2 separate regions of the Macaca mulatta genome follow, and region 2 is linked to region 1. The links are chromatin contacts, called in public Hi-C maps. All regions are on one chromosome and are shown on one strand. The core of a region is the stretch at or near the end of the contact, and the rest is flanking DNA. Distances in the headings are between cores, read along the strand shown. Region 1 holds the start of CTSA (cathepsin A). Region 2 holds the start of PCIF1 (phosphorylated CTD interacting factor 1).

What was found. A called contact is a pair of places that touch in the nucleus more often than the background predicts.
Region 2: a Hi-C map of liver shows a contact between it and region 1, with 4 times the contacts expected there. The contact joins the promoter of PCIF1 here to the promoter of CTSA in region 1. A contact is called at or near these places in 4 of 14 Hi-C or Micro-C datasets (CD4 T cells, blood, cortical neurons and 1 more).

Annotation. Positions count from the first base shown.
Region 1 is chr10:98,684,198-98,687,112 of T2T-MMU8v2.0, forward strand. It overlaps CTSA (cathepsin A), which reads left to right and starts at 1,290. Exons shown (of 15, transcript NM_001434456.1): 1 at 1,290-1,332; 2 at 1,522-1,703; 3 at 1,858-1,969; 4 at 2,215-2,265; 5 at 2,349-2,435; 6 at 2,674-2,829. The coding sequence starts at 1,522. NEURL2 (neuralized E3 ubiquitin protein ligase 2) reads right to left here and starts at 1,237. Exons shown (of 2, transcript NM_001194339.3): 1 at 200-1,237. The coding sequence starts at 941.
Region 2 is chr10:98,730,538-98,733,474 of T2T-MMU8v2.0, forward strand. It overlaps PCIF1 (phosphorylated CTD interacting factor 1), which reads left to right and starts at 1,498. Exons shown (of 17, transcript XM_015148917.3): 1 at 1,498-1,604. It also overlaps a transcript of CD40 not described here.

The DNA of each region.
Region 1 (2,915 bases), core at 40-2,539:
ATCAGCCAAGATGGGTACCAAGGCCCAAAACCAGGTAGAGGCTTGTGCAAGATCACAAGCAGAGGTGTAATTTGAAGCTAGATTCTCCCACTCTTAAACTAGTGCTGGACAGACGGAGGCCTAGCACACTGGTTACGAGCCCTAGCAGATTCCTGTCCCCACATTGCGCCAGGAGGGGTCGCTGCCCAGGGATACCTACAGCCATACTCGAGCTGGACAAGGCGCACGCTCTTGGTGGAAGCAAACACGTCCACCACCGCGTAGAGGGGCTGCGCAGCTGGCAGCCCCCGGGCGCTGGGGCCCATGTCCTCGCCGTTGATGATGATGTGCATGTCGGCCGTGCCATCGGGGCGCGGGCAGAAGAGGACGCCCAGGCGGCTACGGCGCGCCGTCGGAGGCAGCACGTTCAGCTCATAGAGCTGGTCCAAGAGATGGCTGTAGAGCCCTGGCCGACTGCGGCCCACCAGGCGGTCCCGGGGAATGCGAAACTGCTCAATGCGCAGATATGGTTCCACCAGGAGGGTTGGAGGTCGGCTGGGGGCCGCTGCCTCGGCCTCCGGGCGGCCCTCCCGGGGCACGCGGTTGTGGTGGCGCGTGATGGCGAAGACCCAGGTGTGGCCCAGGTTGACTAGGTCGGGCAGAGAAAACTCGGGAACGGGGGCCAGACTGGCGGGGTCCAGCGCCGTCAGACCGAGACGCAGATGTCCGCACCAGCCCAGCTCTTTCTCTTCGATCTCGACCAGGAAGACTTGGCCCGGGGCCAGGGGCTCACGGCTGAAGCACACGCCGTGGGCGAAGCTCTCCACGCGTGTGGCCCGCGTCCCAGAGGGGTCCACGCGGATGTTGTCACCGTGCACCCAATGGAAGCGGGTGGGAGGGGGCTCCGGGCGCGCAGGTCCCCAGAGTGCACCCGAATCCACGGGCTCGGAGGCAGCAGCCATCTCTCCGCCATAAGGCAGGCTGGCGGGCGCCGGGGGCTATTTTGGGCGGCGGGCTCAGATGGTGACCGCAAGGGGACCTTGTAAGGCATTTCCCCCCTGCCTCCCTTCCCCGAGCCTCTGCCCGGGGGTCCTAGCGCCGCTTGCTCAGCCATCCCTCCTAGAACTTGGCCATCCACACCCGGATCATCTGATCGCGTGCTCCCGGGCTACGATCCGCGAGGCCCGCGGACCTTGACCTGGCATTGACCGCCACCGCCCCCCAGGCCGGTAGGGACCAAAGAAGGGGCGGGAGGAAGACTGTCACGTGGCGCCGGAGTTCACGTGACTCGGAGTACACATGACTTCCAGTCCCCGGGCGCCTCCTGGAGAGCAAGGACACGGGGGAGCAGAGGTGAGCTGGCACCGGAGGCTGGAGGGGATCCCCGAGCCCGGGATCGGTGCGCGGTAGAGGAAGCTTGAGGGTGGGAGCTGGCGCTGGGGCCGGGGCTTCCCTCGCGGAGGCGCCGCCAGCTCCTCCCCGGGTGCTGCTTCACGGAAGCGCTGAGGAGCGAGGCAACAGCCCCTCTTCTGCCTCCCGTAGATGATCCGAGCCGCGCCGCCGCTGCTGTTCCTGCTGCTGCTGCTAGTGTCCTGGGCGCCCCGAGGCGAGGCAGCCCCGGACCAGGACGAGATCCAGCGCCTCCCCGGGCTGGCCAAGCAGCCGTCCTTCCGCCAGTACTCCGGCTACCTCAAAGGCTCCGGCTCCAAGCACCTCCACTACTGGTCTGCCGCCCTGCCTCCCGGGCGGGACTGGGAGGAGAGATGACGGATGAGGGGTGGGGGGTAGTTCTGCAGACCCCTGAGGACGCCTGGGAGCCGGGAGGGCCGGAAAGGACCCCTGCAACTGCACCAACACTGCCCTGACACCCCTTCCCAGGTTTGTGGAGTCCCAGAAGGATCCCGAGAACAGCCCTGTGGTGCTTTGGCTCAATGGGGGTCCCGGCTGCAGCTCCCTAGATGGGCTCCTCACAGAGCATGGCCCCTTCCTGGTGAGTGGACAGCAGGGGTAAAGCACAGTTCCTAAAGCAAAAGGCTGGGGAAAGGGAGAAACGGACTTTGTGATTTACCAGAAAGTTTCCTTCCTTCTAAGTCTTGGGATTTTCCTCTATGCCATTGGCTTTGCTGCTTGTACCTCTCAGGGGTTTTGCCCACATGTAAAGTGCCTCTCACGGTGGCCCTTTCCTTCCACCCAGCTGGCCCTTGGGACTTACTCAGCCATCTCTTTCCTCCTCAGGTCCAGCCAGATGGTGTCACCCTGGAGTACAACCCCTATTCTTGGAATCTGGTATAGCTGGAGCTGTGGGTCCTGTGGGGGTGTCTGGGCACTTGGATGGAGTGGCAGTTGACTAATTTTTCCCTCCCTTCTAGATTGCTAATGTGTTATACCTGGAGTCCCCAGCTGGGGTGGGCTTCTCCTACTCTGATGACAAGTTTTATGCAACTAATGACACTGAGGTGAGTCTGGTGCCTGCCCATCTGCCCCAGGCTCCCCAGTCCTCCATCCATGGCATGATGCTGGGAGAGAGAGCATGGCCTTGGAGTCCACTTTTCGCTCTGTCATATGCTTGTGGTATGGTGGCCAGTCACTTCCTCTTACACAGACAGGGTGGGTTGATGTCATTATCTCTGAAGTTCTTTCCAGTTCAAATACCAAAGCTTCCTGATTCCCTCTGTCTTGCTCCCCCATCCCCAGGTCGCCCAGAGCAATTTTGAGGCCCTTCAAGATTTCTTCCACCTCTTTCCGGAGTATAAGAACAACAAACTTTTCCTGACCGGGGAGAGCTATGCTGGCATCTACATCCCCACCCTGGCCGTGCTGGTCATGCAGGACCCCAGCATGAACCTTCAGGTGCAGGGCAGCTGCAGGAGGGAAGGGAGGCACCTTGAGGCTGTGGCCTTGCAGTTAGCAAGGTCAGACTGGTCAACAGCCCCATC
Region 2 (2,937 bases), core at 248-2,747, 47 kb after region 1:
GAGGCAATATTAGTAATTATGCCAGCGCAGCAGGCATAAATCAAAACTGACACCCCACCCTTCCAGAACTTAGACAGGGCCCAGGAGTCTGGTTTCCCATCAGGCCTCTTACCTGAACGGGAAGCTCTGCGAGGGCAGGAACTGCCTTTCCTATATAGAGCTTGCTTATTTCTGGAGGGCTCAAATCTACTTAAAGCAATGCTCACACCACTGTGAGACGATCACGTCTAACACTGATTCATCACTTAGGAAGAGCCAGGTATTGTGCTGAGGACTTCACATGCATCACCTGAGTTAATTCTCACCAAATCTTTACGAGGTAGGCGGATTTATTATTTTCCACTGAGGAAACTAAAATTTAAATTGGTTAACTCCTTCAAGGCCACACATTTTGGGTGGAAGAGCAGGGATTGAAATCAGATGAGGATCTGAACCCTTGTTCTCTACTACTCATACCAGTGTCTCCGTTTTTGTTGAGCCTCCCCCTGCCTGCCCCCACGCTGGCGTGCAGCCGGGACCATGGACATCCCAGAGGCTGCCCAGCCGGGGCACCTACAGCCAGCCCCTGGCTTCATACAAGCGCCGGTATGACAGCAGGTGGCAAGCTTGTCCTCTCCTCAAGCTAGCACTGGAAGGGCTGCTTACTGGGGAGGCCGGAGATGGGTGGAGCTACTATTCTGACGCCTGCAGGCCCCTACCAAAAAGAATCCTGCAGGGAGCTGGACGAGGAGCACCTCACACTGCCAGTTCCCTGCCAGGCTACCCTCTGTAGCCGGTTTGAGGGCTCGGTGAGGTTTTGAACTGCAACTAATGGCCACAGATGTCAATGCTGGAAAGGCCCTACGATGCATTTAGTTGATTTCCCAACTTTGCCCAAAGCCATCTCTATTACTTGCCCCCCAAGGCTGGTTTAAGTTGCTTCTACTCAAGAGCATTTGCAGCCTGAGTTCCATGTGTATGTAGCCCAGGCATGGGGCAGGGCTGCACAACATTCCGTCAGCAGGCAGCACAGAGGCCCAGAGAGGGAAGGAGACTGGCCGGAAGCGGCAGAGCCGCGCGGGTGCCGGGACCCAGGTCCCCGCTACGTCCAGAGCCTGCGTCACCAGGACTCCTCCCCTAGGCCGGCAGCCCAGCCCGAGACCCCAGCTGGTTCTAAGACAGCCCCCACGCCCCCTAGTGCGCAAGCTCAGTAAGACCCCGCCGCGCACCGCCCACCGCCCACATCCGGCCCCTGCGTGTGAGCTCGCGGGGTAAACTGAGGCGAGGGCGTGCCAGTGAATTCATTCCTTCCTCAGTCCACCCGCAGGCCTACAAAGCTCTCTCCCCCTCCTCAGCGCCACAAGGCACAGCAGGGACGGATGGGAAGAAGGGGAGGGGGCCGAAAGCAAGCTGGGTGCGAGGAGCCAGCCGATCCTGCCACACTCAAGATGGCGGCACGGCCGTGGCGAGGTCCCTCAGAGGCGGTACCAGCGCATGCGCAGTGCGGAGTCCCGGCCCGGGACACAAGATGGCGGCAGCGGCGCTGGGGAGGGCGAGGCGGAGGCGGCAAAACGGGCGGTCGAGCAGAACGTGTAGCCGCGTCCCCTCGAGTCCGCTCCGGGCAGGTAAGAGTCCCAGGAAGCCATGGTCCCGAAGCGAGCCGCGCCAGGGTCTGGGGATCCGAAGCTGGGCGGCGGCGGCCCCTCCGGCGCTTTCTGCTCGGGGCTGCCTCTTGCCCCATCTCTGTTGCCGCCGCCATCTTAGACCCGCGGGTGGGCAGCCGCGCCGGTGGCCGAAGTGAGGGAGGTGGGCCCAAAGAGCCCGAGCGGAGCGGCCTCTAGGGCCCCTCCGCTGCTGCCGCCGCCACCGCCTTTGTGTCGGGCTCCGACTCTGAGTCGCCTCAGCCCGGGGGCGGGAGCGCGCGGCGGGGCGGGGGGCGGAGCCCGGGAGATGGGCCGGCGCGCGCGCGCGCCAAACAGCCCACCCTCGCTGAGGTGGGGGAGGGGAAGGTGCGCGCGCGCGCGCGCTGGGGTTTGCCGCTTTTCGCCCTCGCGGCTGCGCACTTTGTTCGCCCTTTGACTCCTCCCTACTGGGCCGGAGAATTCTGATTGGTATATTGCGGAGATGGTTCCGCCCCACCTGCCTCCAATCCCGGATTCGGACTCTGGCTTCTGGTGGGTTCCTCTGGTTGCGCAGATACAGTTGTTTATCCTTGAGTAGCGGTAATTGTCAAACTGCGGTATGCGTGGGGGTCGGGAAGCCACAGGATAAATAAAAATGTTATCTTAAGAGCAGTTATGTCTTACTGGGAGCGTACAATGCTGGACTCTACACATAACGGTCGAGTGATTCCGGTTTATAAGCCGGGAAGCAGAAGGGCCTCGAATCCGGGTCTGTCCAACCCCAGGGCTGGTACTTCGGCCACAGACCTGCTGCACTCAAGTCACATAGGGAATTAAAAATGGTTTTAATCGCAAAAAATGGCTAAATTTTTTCAAATAGTGTGAAAAAATGAGTCATCCTGTCTCTTAGGGTGCGTTTTAAAAATACAAATTCTTGTGTGCCTCCCCTCCGTATTTCTGGCTCCTGAGATGCTCAGTGAGGCACAGGCGTCTGAATTTTTTTTTTTTTTCCACAAACTCCGAGATGATTCTGATGCACAGCTGGCTTTGGAAATACTGCAGTGTCCCCATTTAGCCTCACACTAAGCTGTGCCGCTTGTGCGTATTCTGCGAAGTTCATCTACCCGGTGCATCAATATCACAGGATGTTTGTTTCTTGGGAAAAACGTTTTTCAATAAAGGCGAACAAGATGTGTCATATACGGCGTTTGCATGTTTTTATTTTTGCAAGACGTTCAGAGCGTGTCCTTTCATTTGCTGTGGGAGGCTTGGGATTGTGTCCCCCAGATCAGTGATATGTATGTATGTTGATTTTTCTCTGGTCTAAGGGTACTTT